2 separate regions of the Mus musculus genome follow, and region 2 is linked to region 1. Evidence: chromatin contacts called from public Micro-C data. All regions are on one chromosome and are shown on one strand. Each heading gives the region's core, a stretch centred on a gene start, on an enhancer-like site or on the middle of the called end of the contact. The rest is flanking DNA. Distances are from core to core; before and after follow the strand shown. Region 1 holds the start of Arhgef18 (rho/rac guanine nucleotide exchange factor (GEF) 18). Region 2 overlaps Arhgef18 (rho/rac guanine nucleotide exchange factor (GEF) 18).

Region 1 (6,797 bases), core at 2,872-5,371:
TTCCAGTTGTGTTTGTTACATGAGTCAGCTGGAGCAGGTGACTTCAACCCTTCTTCTTAAAAAAAACCCATTCCTTCCCTTTGTGGCTCTTTCTTTGCAGTTCAATAAATACAGAGCAAAGCACTTAGTCATGGACACACAGACACTGGGATAGATTTACAAGGCAACATACAGTCTAGCACCTATTCAGACTCAGACAGTGGACAGTAAGGAGATGATAGAAGATAAGGAGAAAGAAGTAGAGAATTCAAATCTAGCCTCTACCTTTCTAAAACTGTTCCAAAGCAGAGTGATTTTAATTCTTTCCCTTAGTTTGGCACTGACTGATTATTGGTGACTCTTGAGTTAATCATTAATGTGTTTTCCTTTACCAACTGAGTATCACTCCAGTCCATGGAGTGCATTTGAATGTCCTAAGTGGTTGCCTGAAACCATGGCAATAGCTGCTGCATACAAACTTTCCCCCAGGCTCACATACCTATGATGAAGTTCAATTAGACATAGTCAGAGATCGACAAGTGTAGCCAGTAATAAACTAGAACAATCAATGCTGAGCATGGAGCTGCATGGCTGTAATCTCAGCATTTGGGAGACCGAGGCAAGAGGATCAGGATGGGTTTGGATTCAGCCTGGTTGAAAAGACTGTTCTAAAAAGACAAAACAAGGGCTGGTAGATGGCTCTAGCCCCCAGACCAGAAGATCTCTGGAACCTACATGGTGGAAGGAAAGAACCGAATCCTAAAAGTTGTTCCTGACTTCTGTATGTGTGTGTGCACATGTGTGTACATGTGTGTACATGTGTGTATGTGTGCATGTATGTGTGTGCATACATGTGTACATGTGTGTATGTGTGTTTGTGTGCATGCATGTGTACATGTGTGTATGGGTACATGCATGTGTGTGTGCGTGCGTGCACATGTGCTATTCTTCCAGAACGTCTGAGTTTGATTCCTAGCATTATTACCAGGTAGGTAGCTTATAAGCAGTGAATCCAGCACCAGAGAATCCAACTCCCTCTTCTGGCTTCCTATGGTGCTTGTACTCATATGCTCCCATCCCCCACAGAAAATCATCCTGAAAATCAGCAACACAGGGCTGGCGACTTGGCTCAGTTAGGAGAAGGTGCATGCCAGCAAGTCTGACGATCTGAGTTTGATTCTTAGGACCAATATGGTGGGAAGGAAAGAACTGATTTCTACAGGTTATTCTCTGCTCTCTACACACATGCACACATGTGCACACCACACATACATATAAAGAAATGTAATAGAACACATTTTAAAACCAATAAATGGATAAACTAAAAAAAATCAAACATAAAAGACAATAAAAGCAGTAATTAAAGTGATGCCAATTCCTTCAGGATACTTCATGCTAAGTAGGATTTTCAGACTTAGGTTGATAGTGGATAAAGGAAACAGAAAATCTCAGAGAAATAGGGGCAGTGGAACTAACTGAGGGATGGGTATATTATGAGCCTTAAAAGAGGATTTATTTCTTTTTATTTTATGTATGTGTTTTTCCTACATGTATGTATACCTACCATATGAGCACTGGACATGCAATGCCCTTGGAGATCAGAAGAGGGTGCTGTGCTCTCTGGAGCTGGAATTACAGGTGGTTGTGAGCCACCCCACGTGAGTGCTTGGAACTGAACCTTGGTTCTCTGCAAGAACAGCAAGTACTCTTCGCCACCAAACTACCCCTCCGACTCCACTGGGCTTTCTTTTGAGGTAAAACACAGGAAGTGCCTGTGACATATACATGTTTTATGGGTGGGGACAGCCCAGGAAGCAAGACTTCACCACAAGAACACAGAACAAAGGAAAGGGCGGGGTGACTGATGTTTTCTGAGCTGCTACAATCTGCCAGGCACCAAGCTCAACCATCTCTCGTGTGTGACCTCGGGACTTTTTCCTCACATAGAAGCCCAGAGAGGTTGTGCAATGTCACCCAGAGGTGGGAATGTTAGGATTCGAACACATGACCTATCTAAAATGACGCTCCAGCACTAACCACAGGAGTGAGCCCAAGCGCATTCCTAGATCGGTGTTGGGAGTTGGGGAGACCTGGGGGTCAGAGATGGTTCAGTCCAGATTCACTGAGGAGTTTGCAGTTAACCACATGCGCGTGACCTATGCATGAGCACATGCTGGTGTGTGTACAAGTGTGTATGTGTGTGAGGCAGGAGGTTGACATGGAGTGTTTCCCACAATCGCTTTCTGTCTTTTTTATAAACTTAGTTAATTATTAGTTGATTATTAATTTGCACGTGTGGGCACAATCCACAGAACGTGAGCAGAGGTCAGAGGGCAACTTGCAGGAGTCAGTTCTCTCTCCAACGTATGGATCCCAGGGCTCAGGCTCGGGTCCTCAGGCTTAGCCTCTACCTGCTGAACCGTCTTGCTGGCTCCCACCTTATTTTTTCTTATTTTTATTTTCGAGACCGGCTTTCCCTGACTCTCCTTGAGGTTCACTGATTCAGCTAAACTGGCTAGTCGGAGAGCTTCAGTGATCCTGTCTCTGCCTCCACAGTGCTGAGCTATCAGGCCTGCACCACCATGCTCAAAACCTGTTTTTTTTTTTCATGAGTTTAGGGGAGCTGAACCAAGTTCTTATTCTGTGTTATCTCCCTAGGTCCTCTTCAAGACCCATGAAAAGCTGCCTCAGACAGGAATTTACAGTCACAAGAAGGGTGCTTAAAGGTGGGTACAACTTGGAGTTTTCCCTCAGAAACCAGGGTGACTCTCTTGGAGGGTCAGCCCTGTGGGAGCCACATTCAAAGCCTGTCTCCTACCTAACTCACCACCTCCGTTAGAGTGGTCAGCTCTAAATCCACTGATACATGGCTCCAGGGGTCGCCTTCCTACACCCGAGAGTGCACAAAGTCAACAGAAACTGAGGAAACTGTAGTCTTGGGTGTGCCTGGTACAAACCACAGCCTGCCTCCTCACCTCACTCCATTCCGGCAGTTGTTGTGGGAGGTTCCTCAAACTGGGCCACAAAGGGAGCCACCAGTGACTCCCCAGGGTTAAGGGCCTACAGCTGGAGGGCTATTGAGCAGAGGGTGGTCCCCATTTGGAAGACCTGGAAAGATCGGCTTTTCAGCAGATGTCAGCCTTAAAATTTTGCTTTGCAGACAGGATTCTCCAAGTCTGTGTCAGGCAAGGCTGAACAAAACCCCAGAGCCAATGCTTTGAAAGGTGAAGAGGTCAAGCTGCAGTGTGGTGGTATGCGTGCATACCTGTTACCCCAGAACTGGGGAGGCACAAGTAGGAATGCTGGGAGTTGGAGGCAAGCCTGGACTGCATGGTGAGACCCAGATTCAAAAGCAAAACAAAACAGAACAAGGCAAAACACGGACACCTGCTGAAAAGGCGCTTAGACTTCCTCCCTCATCCCTGGCCCCCTACTCCTCCGTCCCCACACAGGCTTTGCTTACAAAAGGTTCCTTCAGACTCCATCATAGGTCTCCTCTAGACCAGGTGGCCTCTGAACTCCCTATGTAGCTGAGGATAACCTAAACCTCTAATCCTCCTGCCTCCATCTCCCAAGTGATGCTTGACAGCGTACAACACCCAGCTTTGACTTATGCAGTGCTGGGGATGAAACCCAGGACTTTGCCCATGCTAAGCAAGCACCCTATCAATTGAGCTATCTCCCCAGCACCCTCCAGGGTCATTTTAGGATTCCTGATCTCTGCAGTGCAAACAGCTGCCCCACTCTCTTACTGTTGTGTCCCGGCTATAGGAGTCAATCTCCTGCCTCACAGACTCTCAGACGTGCAGATCCCGAAGTGCCCACCACTCTTCAAGATAGTCACTCACCCATGAGTTCCCGATTCTTGCTCAGGTAGGTAACTGGCTTTGTTAACAGCTCTTGCAGCTCCCATGTCACACAACCAGGGTTTCAAGGGACACATGAGCCAGGCTAACCACAGAGTGGCTCAACTCTGCCCAGTTTCCTCTTTCTAAGCCACCGGCTTTTTATGGTTGTCTTCATCAATATTGAGCAGCAGGCAGCAGGGGTCAGCAAGGAGAGGAGAAAACAAATGGAGGTGGGTTATGAGGATCTGGGAGTCCACCCTCAGCCTGTACCTGCCGTAGGCGTCACGGGGAAGTAAAGTAAAGAATGTAAAGCCTCCCACGAGGGGAGGGGAGGGGAGGCAGCAGCACTGAACCCCCACCCGGCAGCTTCCTGTGGCGCCAACTGCTGAAGAGGAACGGGGTGTGAGGGCCTCACCCTAACACTCGGGCACACAAACAGAGACACATGGGACATGCAAGTCACATGTCTCTAGACAGACACACGCTGGAACACACATGGGGACAGACACATATGTGGGTGTGTGGACCCATGGAAACATGTGGAGCTGAACGCTGGGTTTGTAAATGTCTACCAGCGATCATTCTGCTTGGTATCTGTCTGTTTTCCCGGTGTAAATACTGCCACTACCGCTAACTCCACTTCTTCAACTAACGCACTGTTACCAGAGCTGTTAAGGTTAGAGCTTGAGTCCTGGCAGTCTCCTAACAAACCAGATTCAGCGACTCATTCTAAGAAAGTCAGTCGAGGAAATGGCTCAAAGGGTCAAGTGCTTGCTGTGCAAGCAAGTGGAATTGATTTTAGTTCCCCACCCCCACCTGACTAAATAAAGTCAGGGTGTGGTAAGGCCACCTGTGAGAACTCCAGTACTGAGCTGGCAGATAGGAGAATCCCAGGGAAGGGCAGGCTACCCAGTCTGATCCAGTGTTCCAGGTTCAGTGAGAGACATTGTCTCAAAAATAAGTGCATGTGGTGGTGCACGCCTTCAATCCCACTGGGCAGGCAGAGACAGGCGCACCTCTGAATCTGAGGCCAGCCCAGTCTTCAGAGGAAGTCTAGGCAACCAGGGCAAACAACAGTGAGAAGTAGAAAAAATGTATCTATTCAGGGTTGCTGCACCTGTAAGAGGACCAAACGGCCCCCTGCTCCTCCCACCTCTCCCCTCCAAGTCCATCCTTAGAGACCTGGTATTAGATGTAGGTTTAAATAGAAGGCAAGAGGTATGCGCAGGGCTGGAGAGATGGCTCAGTGGTTAGGAGTGCTTGCTAGTCTTCTAGAGGACCTGAGTTCAGTTCCCAACACCTACACTGGGTGGCTCATAACTGCTTAATTTCTGCTATAGAAGGTCCTGTGCCCCTTCTGACCTCTATAGGCACCCAACACAATTGCATGCACACACACGCACATATCCACACACAGACAAACACACATACCCCAGACAGTTGCACACACAAGCACATATTCATATACAGACAAACGCACATACCCACAGCCACCTGCATATATACATTCATATATATACACACACAAACAAATACACATACAGGTACACGCACACATATGCACACATGTGCACACACACATACACACTTAATAATAGGAATGAATATAGACTATCTTCACTCCTACCAGGATGGGTACACCAGTACCTGAAAAGGTGAGCAGAAGAAGGGTTTAAACTTGGCTCCACACTGGAACTGAGTGAGTGGTCTCTTAGCATGAAACTCTTGTGAGTTCTCAAATGTGGCCCTCTGGGAAACAGTAATGTACAAATAGCAGCATTCACACATGCAGAGATTCCTGGGTGGATACATTGGTCTTTGCACAGACATGAGAAGCTGAGCACAGTTACACACATGCTGTGTAGAATAGTAGTGTCTATACGCGCAGAAAGCTCTGAGTAGACACACATTATACTCTGGGCTCTGCACATATATGTGGAACTGTATGCACAGGTGAACACACATAGAGTATAGACAGTGAGGCCATGCCGTGGCACACAGGATGCACCACAAGCAAGAGCAACAGAAGAAAGTGTGTTTTGGCTTACAGTTCCAGAGGGCTAGTGTAGGCAGCCGGGCGCCTAAAAGATGGCGCCGGCCTCCGGTACACCGTCGCCATAAACAACGCCACTGCGCAGGCGATAGCCCGAATCTGGCGCCAACCCCTCCCGAGCAGGTGCATACAAATCAAAGTGCCGGCAGACTGACCAATCCCAGGAGGACACATAGCTCTCCCCAGTGCTGGGGTGTATATAAGCAGTCCTTCCTGGGTTTCCGGAGTTCCCGTAGCAAGGTGTTCCTGAAATAAAGAAGGCTGTTGAGAAGAATCCGACTGTGTTGCGTTTTTCTTGCTGGACGAGGTGAGTGCAACAGGCTAGATGTACTTTAATGCCAGGAAGGCAAGGAAGCAGGGGTTGGAAGCTGAGAGATCACATCTTTATTTACCACCAAGAAGCAGAGTGCAAATTGGAAGGGCAGTGAAGCTACATACTCTCAAGACTTATCCCTAGTGGCAGTCTTTCTCCAGCAATGCTGTACCCCAAAAGTTCTATAACCTCTCCAAACAGTACCACCAACTGGGGACCAAATGTTCAAATACACAAGCCTATGGGTGGTGTTTCCTATTCAAACCACCCCAAAGGAGACGGAGACCTCCGAGACACATGTTTACACAGCGCCAATCTGGAGACACAAGAGCATCTCACACAAACACTCAACCACATCTAGCCTCTCAGACTCGCCAGACCCCTGCAGACTTCTCCGGCTTGTCTTGGCTCCCAGGAGTGGATCATTAATCTTCTGGAATGTTGGGCCTGTGTTATGGCTAAGTGGATAAAGGAGCCTGCTTACCTCAATTTGATTCCTGATCCCAGGTTAGTAGAAGGAGAGAAATGACTGCTGCAAGTTGTCCTCTGACCTCTACAGGTGTACTGTGCAATGCAGAGCCACACACACGGACATTGAATAAAT
Region 2 (6,797 bases), core at 2,550-5,049, 35 kb before region 1:
CAAAGTTGTTCTTTGACCTACACACACACATATGCTTGAGGAGGCCCAGAGAAGGAATTCGATTCCTTGAAACTGGAGTTAAGGATGATTATGAACCACTCACTATGTGGGTGCTGGGAACCTATCATGGATTCTCTACAAGAGCAGCAAGTGCTTTTGACCACTTAGCTTTCTCTTGCCCAAGATAACTTCTAGCTTGGCAAAGGGGCACACACATGTAGTCCTAGGTATTTAAATGGCCAAAGCAGAAGAATCACATAAGCCCAGGAGTTTGGAAACAGCCTTTGTGATATATCAAGGCTTTACTTTTTAAAAAGCAATATAAAACAAAGCAATCCCTTCCTCAAAGAATAACAAAAAACTAAGAAAGAGAAATACATAAACTTTTTGGAGGGCTGAGATGTTTAAGAGTGTTTGTCTGTTGTTTGAGAAGCCTTGGGTTTCCACCCTCAACCCATATGAAAAACCATTCGTGGTGATGGAGATCAACAATCCCACTTCTAGGTAGGTGGGAGCTGGAGAAGCAGAAGCTTAAAGCATCCCTGGCTACGTGGTCAATTTGAGGGCAGCCTGGGTTACCTGAGACTCTGTCTCCAAAAACAAACAACAAACAAACAAAACTAAAATCCTTGGGGCAGCAAGATGGCTCAGTGAGTAAAGGTGCTTGCTGCCAGTGTGTACCTCTAAGGAGCCCTCCAGAAAAGAACTCCAGCTTAGCAGACAATGCTACAATCCACTCAGCCCTACCATGGTTACCTGAATGCTACAAGCAGGCAATACATACAATAAGAAAGGCTAAAGATACAGCTCAGTTTGGGGAGTGCTCGTCTAGCATTCGTGAAGCTCTGGCCTCCAGCCCCAGCACCGCATAAACTGGCTGTAATGATACATGACTATAATTCCAGAAGGACTGGAAGTCCCACTCATTTTTGACTACATGGCAAGTTTGAAATTTGGGGGCAGCCTGGGCTATATGAGACTGTTTTATGAAAGAAAGAATGAAAAAAAGAAAAAAGAAAGAAAGGAAGAGAAAGAGAAAGAAAGATGGGAGGTCAAGGGGTAGAGGGAAAAGAGGAGGAGAAGAGGAGAGGAGAGAAGAAAAAGGAGAAAGAAATCATGACACCACACCTACTCAAAAGTGAAGACAACCGCCAGGCAGTGGTGGCACAGGCCTTTAATCCCAGCACTTGGGAGGCAGAGGCAGGCAGATTTCTGAGTTTGAGACCGGCCTGGTTGATGAGCAAGTTTTAGGACAGCCAGGGCTACACAGAGAAACCCTGTCTCAAAAGAAGACATTCTATCTCAAAAGTAAAAATCAGGCTGGAGGTGTGTCTCAGTAGTAGAGCACCCGCCTAGAATCCCCCAATGAGGGACTGGGGTGTAGCTCAGCTGTGGAATACTGGCCTAATGTGTCATGTCTCTTGTGTCCAGTCACCATTACAATAAACAGCAGTAGCCACAGGCAGACTGTCCTATAGTCCCTGAATGAGTAAAATGACACTATGACAAAAAAGGGGTGGGGACAGGGTGATGAAGAAAAGCCGGTCTTTCAGGTGTCTGGGAGGCACTAGGTCTGTTGTTCTTACACACCCTAGGGCCTGCTGGTAGTCTTAGATAACCAGGTCTCACCTTGGGCCATCCTGCACCAACAAAAGACATTTGACAATGTTTGGAGACATTTTGTCACGACTTTAGACTAGGCAGGTGCTATTAGTGCCTAGTGGGTCAAGGTCATTCTAGGGGGATGATTAGCCTCAAAGGCCAACAGTGCTGATGTCCTGCAGTTGAACCTTGAACTTGCCTGAGTCTTGCTTGTAAATACTCTGTAGTTTGACCTTTTGCTACTAATGTTTACATGCATGGACACATGTGCACATTCACACAGACACAGAGACACACACAGAGATACACAAAGACACACACACACAGACACACACACAGACACACAGACACACACACACACACACAGACACACACACACACACACACGATAGGATCTCATGTATCCAAGCTTGAATTTACTATCTAACCTGTTATTAGACGCGTTCTCACGCCCGGCCAGGAAGAACACCACAGACCAGAATCTTCTGCGGCAAAACTTTATTGCTTACATCTTCAGGAGCAAGAGTGTAAGAAGCAAGAGAGCGAGAAAACGAAACCCCGTCCCTATTAAGGAGAATTATCCTTCGCCTAGGACGTGTCACTCCCTGATTGGCTGCAGCCCATCGGCCGAGTTGACGTCACGGGGAAGGCAGAGCACATGGAGTGGAGAACCACCCTCGGCACATGCGCAGATTATTTGTTTACCACTTAGAACACAGCTGTCAGCGCCATCTTGTAACGGCGAATGTGGGCGCGGCTCCCAACACTAACCTACTATGGTATTAAGCTTCTGATCCTCCTGCCTCCACATCCTGAATTCTGGGAACACAGGCATGCACCACCTGTGCTGAAGGCGGAGCCCAGAGCTTTCTGCATGCTAGACAAATGCTCTGCCAGCTGAACTACATCTTAAAAGATACAACATACATGTCTTTTAAGGAGCAACTACCATACATACCACCTTCTCTTTAATTCTCCTCAAAATTGGGCTTGATTTCAAAAGGGTAAGTTCTAAATCCCAGGGACAATCAGAGTTCTCTCTCTCTCCAGGGATTCCAGTAACCTAGGTCTATTTGCCAAGCACAGACTTATGCCAGCCCAGCCTTGCCTAGCAGTTTTGGACAGCTCCAGGAGGGAGGAAACTCTGTGCTATGAGTTGAACTGTCTCCTCTCAACTAATATATTATAGCCCCATCCCTTCTCTTATTGCAGAATAAGCCCATGGGCCAGTAAAGTACTAATAACCTGAATTCTATCCCGGAACCCACATAGTGAGAGAAGAGAACTGACCTCCATGTACACACACACACACACACACATCTACACAGGAAATAAAAATAAATAAGATGCAACTGAAATAAAGATTAAGATCTTGTTTGGAAATTTTTCCTTGCACATTTACTTCATCTTAACTCACAATGAGCTTCATAATGGTCTAGATTGAGCCCTTACTCCAAAGTGACGATGGGTCCTTAAAGGGAAGGAGATTGGAGACTGGCATGGTGACACATCAGAAAAAGTACTTTCCCTGAAAGCATGAGGATCCAAGTTCAACCCCCCAGAACCCACATAAAAATAATAAACAATAAATTGAGCATGAGGGCACACAGTGCACAAGTCCGAGGTAGGAGGATTTGCTGAGTCAGCAAACCCCAGATTCTCCGAAGACCTTGTCTCAAAATATCATGTGGAGAGTGATAGAGGCAGGTACCCAGAATTAATCCCTAGCCTCCACATGCACGAGGACATGTGTGCATGTATGTACATGGATTCACCTGGACACAAATCACACATTAAACCATGATGGAAAGGCATACGAGGAAAGACTGCCAAGCTTGTTCTTTGGTGTTCATACACGAGCACCTTTAAGTGCACACGTGAATAAGCACACATACAGTGGAAGGAAAAAGAGACAAGAGAGTTTGGAACTCCAGTGTGCACACAAGAACATTGTAGGATGATGCTGTCACGAGGTTGGAGAGCTACCAGAATGTGCAAGAAGGGTGTGGAGAAACCCGACACCTGTAGATAACATGACCTTGGCCAGCCAGGTCCCAGTGCTACAACAAAACACATTTCTGAGATTTTAACCAGGAAACACATGCTATTTTGTCACCACATCTGATAAATACTCTGCCTGAGTCCAGATCCTACTGGATTTTTACAAAGGCCAAAGCTGAGACAGAGAGCTTAATCACCATCTTCAGTGCCCAACGGGTCCCTCTGGCCCTTTCCAGGTTGCTATTTACACTTGCTCACATTGGAGAGGGTGAAATGGAGCCAGGAGGTACCAGAGAATGGAGGGACATTATGAAGAAAAAAGGCTGACACTCCATTGGATGGATGGATGGGGCTGGGACTCACCTGAGTTCAGCAAAGGTTCGCCACACAGAGGACAGCTGGAGTGGCCCGAGAAGGTTCCTCGCATCAGCTGGTGCCCATTGACACACTCCCGCTTCCCTGGAAGATCCTGAGTCTTATCTTTTAGATGTGCTGGACTCTTCCCCTGCACGAGAAAATGATGGGTCTTAGGATATCTCCTGCAGAGGCTAGTCTTTTTACGCCCTCCACCTCTGTTTATCTAGTCCTGGCTTGGATCCCAGGGTTCCCAAGTCAAGGGTACATTACGGAGCATGGAAAGGAAGTGCGAGTCCCCAAGTTCCAGTTCAGCCCCCTCACCTTCTCCTTCTGCCTCGTGACCCTGCTGCGGAGGGAGCTCAGGCTGCGCTTCACTCTGGTGCTCTTGCCGGGCTTCTCAATCTTGCACGCACCATCCTCGCTCCTGGACAGTGAGGAAAGCTTCAGGTACCTTCTGAGGCAACTCTGGAAGGTGCCCCAGGAATATGTTGCCCCCTAATGTGATCCCATCTTTGGTTCCCAGCTCCCTGTCTCTTCTTCCCTAGGGTTTTCTTTTTCCTCTCCTTTCACTTTCCATCCCCTTACTCTGCAGCCCAGGCAGCCCTTGAACCTGTGATTATCATGTCTCAGCCTTTGCTCTCTAGGTGAAGTCAGCTCTTAGGAGACTTGGCATAAAGGCTCTACTATAGCCACCTCTGGCAATGTGTGCTTACTCAGACAGGAACTCAAACCAGGTGAGGTTGGAGTGGGCTCCTCCAGGGCTGGTGGACATGCGAGCTCGCTGACGGGCCCTGTAGGGGCAGAGTGGGACGGACATGTAGGTATGCAGGCAACTCAACTCGTATCCTTCACTTCTGCATCCCCAGAGCTTTAGAGGTGCATCACAGGGGCTCCTGTCTGAGGGCCCACCACTGACTGTGGACTTACATCCAGGGGCACTACAGCAGCTTTCCAGCAGAGGGCAGCAGTACTGAGCCTTGGACAAACCACTTGAGCACGTGGGAAAGTTCTCTAACAGATCTCAGGAATCAGAGACCTTCTCTTTGTCTCATTCTCCATAGGGTTTCCTTGCTTCATCTCTCCATCCTCCCCCTCAGCACCATTTCCTTCCTCATTTTTTCCTTTTTCTTCTTCTTCCCCTCCCTCTACCACCTTCATTGTATTCTTAACTCCTGCCTCCTTCTCTTCTTCCTACCTCCCCTCCCCTCTTTGGCAGAGTTTCACTACACAGCCCAAGTTAGTCTTAAACTCACAGTCTTCTTGCTTTGTCAGTCTCCTAACGCTGAGGTGATGTGCATGTATCATCACAGCCATAAGCCCCCTTCTTCCTCCTACCAGATCCTGTAACTGTGTGCTCCCCTACAGATGCCGACACCTGTCCCTTGTGTACACACCACATATCTCCCTTACCTGTCCCACGTTTGTCCTCTCCTTCATGCCTGCTCCCTTCTCACTTACCCATGATACTGCCTCAGCTCCTGAAGCACCTGTTGTACTATCAACCTAGGAAGAGATGGGATATACACACACACGAACCACGATTACTTGGCCAGGCCCAAGGTCCCATGTACACTCTTAACTGGGTGCCCTGAAGATTCTGGGGTGTCTTTCCTTTAGGCAAAGGTTGTTTGAGAGAGAGGCCCCATTATGTGAGTCTAAGTAAGATTAAGCTACATAAAAAACACCCCCCCCCTTTTTTTGGAACAAGTTCTCATGTATTTTAGGCCAACCTCCTACTCACAGTTAGCTGAGGATGACCTTGAACTCACTCTTCCCAATCTTCCTACCTCTACCCACCGAGTGGTGGGATGACAGGTAGATATTACCACATGCCTGGCTTATGTAGTCATAGGGTATCTATCAGATGAGCCCCAGCCCCAGCTATGGTTGCTTACAAACAGCACTGTTGCATCCCCTGGCCCCAGTGGTGGGTGGTCCCAGCTTCTTCCCACCTCCCCCTAGCAGGATCCCTGGGGCACTCCTGTCTGTTCTGGGACAGACACTCACACATGTTCTGGCTCCACATGGTCCTTTTCCAAACACTCCAGCACCGGGGGTTCAAGGCCTAGGGGACACAGGAATGAGGAAGGATCCAGCTCTACACCTGCCTACCTCCAGCCTACGAGTATAACACTAGCAATCTCTCAGGGCAGAGAGTCGGGAAGCTTTGGACCAGGGACTGCATCATCATCATAGTGTGCCTGGGCAAACATGGAGGCTGTCCCAGGAACACTCAGGAGCTGTTCACTGTGCCTTCTTACTGAGGGAAGCCAAGGAGGCTCAGACCCGTTCAAAATAGCAGGTTGGATTTGTATGATGACTGCTTGAGTGAGAATACAGAAGTGTGGCCTTTGGTAGAGATTCAGAGACCAAGAGGGAAATAAAGAGAGAGCCAGAACAGGGGAGGGAAGGAGAAAGAGGAAAAGGGGAGTGGGAGGGAGGTTGAAGATGGCTCAGTAAGTAGAGGTGCTTGCTCCCAAGGATGCTGCTGCAAGTTCAATTCCCTGGATCCACACAGTGAAAGGAGAACCAGCTCCTGTCCTCTGACCTCCAATGTGTGTTATGATATGTGCATGCCCCTCCCAACACGCCATCACACACATATGTTGGGGTTTGGTTCTAATGATTTGAATTAATCTGGCCCACAAAATCGGGAATCTGGGTGTCCAAACACCGAAGGTCTGTGTCTTCAACTGGTTTTTGATCCATCATTAAAGAGCCGGCCAATAGCTAGGCAGGTTGACTGAGGCGGGACCTTTAGATTTGCACTGGCTAGGGACTGGGAGAGAGGAACGAGGGAGACGACCAGATTAAGAGTTGCAGAAGGAAAATCATCC

Evidence for each region. Hi-C and Micro-C count contacts between places; a contact is called where the count stands out from the background.
Region 2: a Micro-C map of the AtT-20 cell line shows a contact between it and region 1, with 5 times the contacts expected there. The contact joins the enhancer-like site here to the promoter of Arhgef18 in region 1. A contact is called at or near these places in 1 of 39 promoter capture datasets (macrophages), 4 of 15 datasets of contacts at CTCF or cohesin (CD8 T cells, the G1E-ER4 cell line, embryonic stem cells and 1 more), 90 of 484 Hi-C or Micro-C datasets (3T3-L1-derived adipocytes, the AML12 cell line, the AtT-20 cell line and 54 more), 16 of 115 datasets of contacts at active chromatin or transcription factors (the 230-238 cell line, the SCID.adh cell line, T-cell acute lymphoblastic leukemia and 9 more) and 5 of 9 other capture datasets (adipose tissue, embryonic stem cells, liver and 2 more).

What each region holds. Positions count from the first base shown.
Region 1 is chr8:3,350,761-3,357,557 of GRCm38.p6, reverse strand. Arhgef18 (rho/rac guanine nucleotide exchange factor (GEF) 18) reads right to left here and starts at 4,121. Exons shown (of 29, transcript NM_001370668.1): 1 at 3,828-4,121. The coding sequence starts at 3,831. It overlaps Gm30369 (a long non-coding RNA gene), which reads left to right and starts at 1,849. Exons shown (of 5, transcript XR_870091.2): 1 at 1,849-1,959; 2 at 2,638-2,705; 3 at 3,751-3,852.
Region 2 is chr8:3,385,588-3,392,384 of GRCm38.p6, reverse strand. It overlaps Arhgef18 (rho/rac guanine nucleotide exchange factor (GEF) 18), which reads right to left. Exons shown (of 29, transcript NM_001370668.1): 6 at 5,968-6,025; 7 at 5,419-5,463; 8 at 4,674-4,751; 9 at 4,282-4,384; 10 at 3,967-4,108. Among named protein-coding and RNA genes, the nearest start is that of Gm30369, 33 kb to the right of the region's middle. Within about 2 kb of position 3,799, at least 19 of the 459 cell types and tissues checked have an H3K27ac peak or open chromatin away from gene starts, as enhancers often do. A contact at or near this core is called in the AtT-20 cell line, the N1E-115 cell line, the SCID.adh cell line and 3 more, where this site is marked.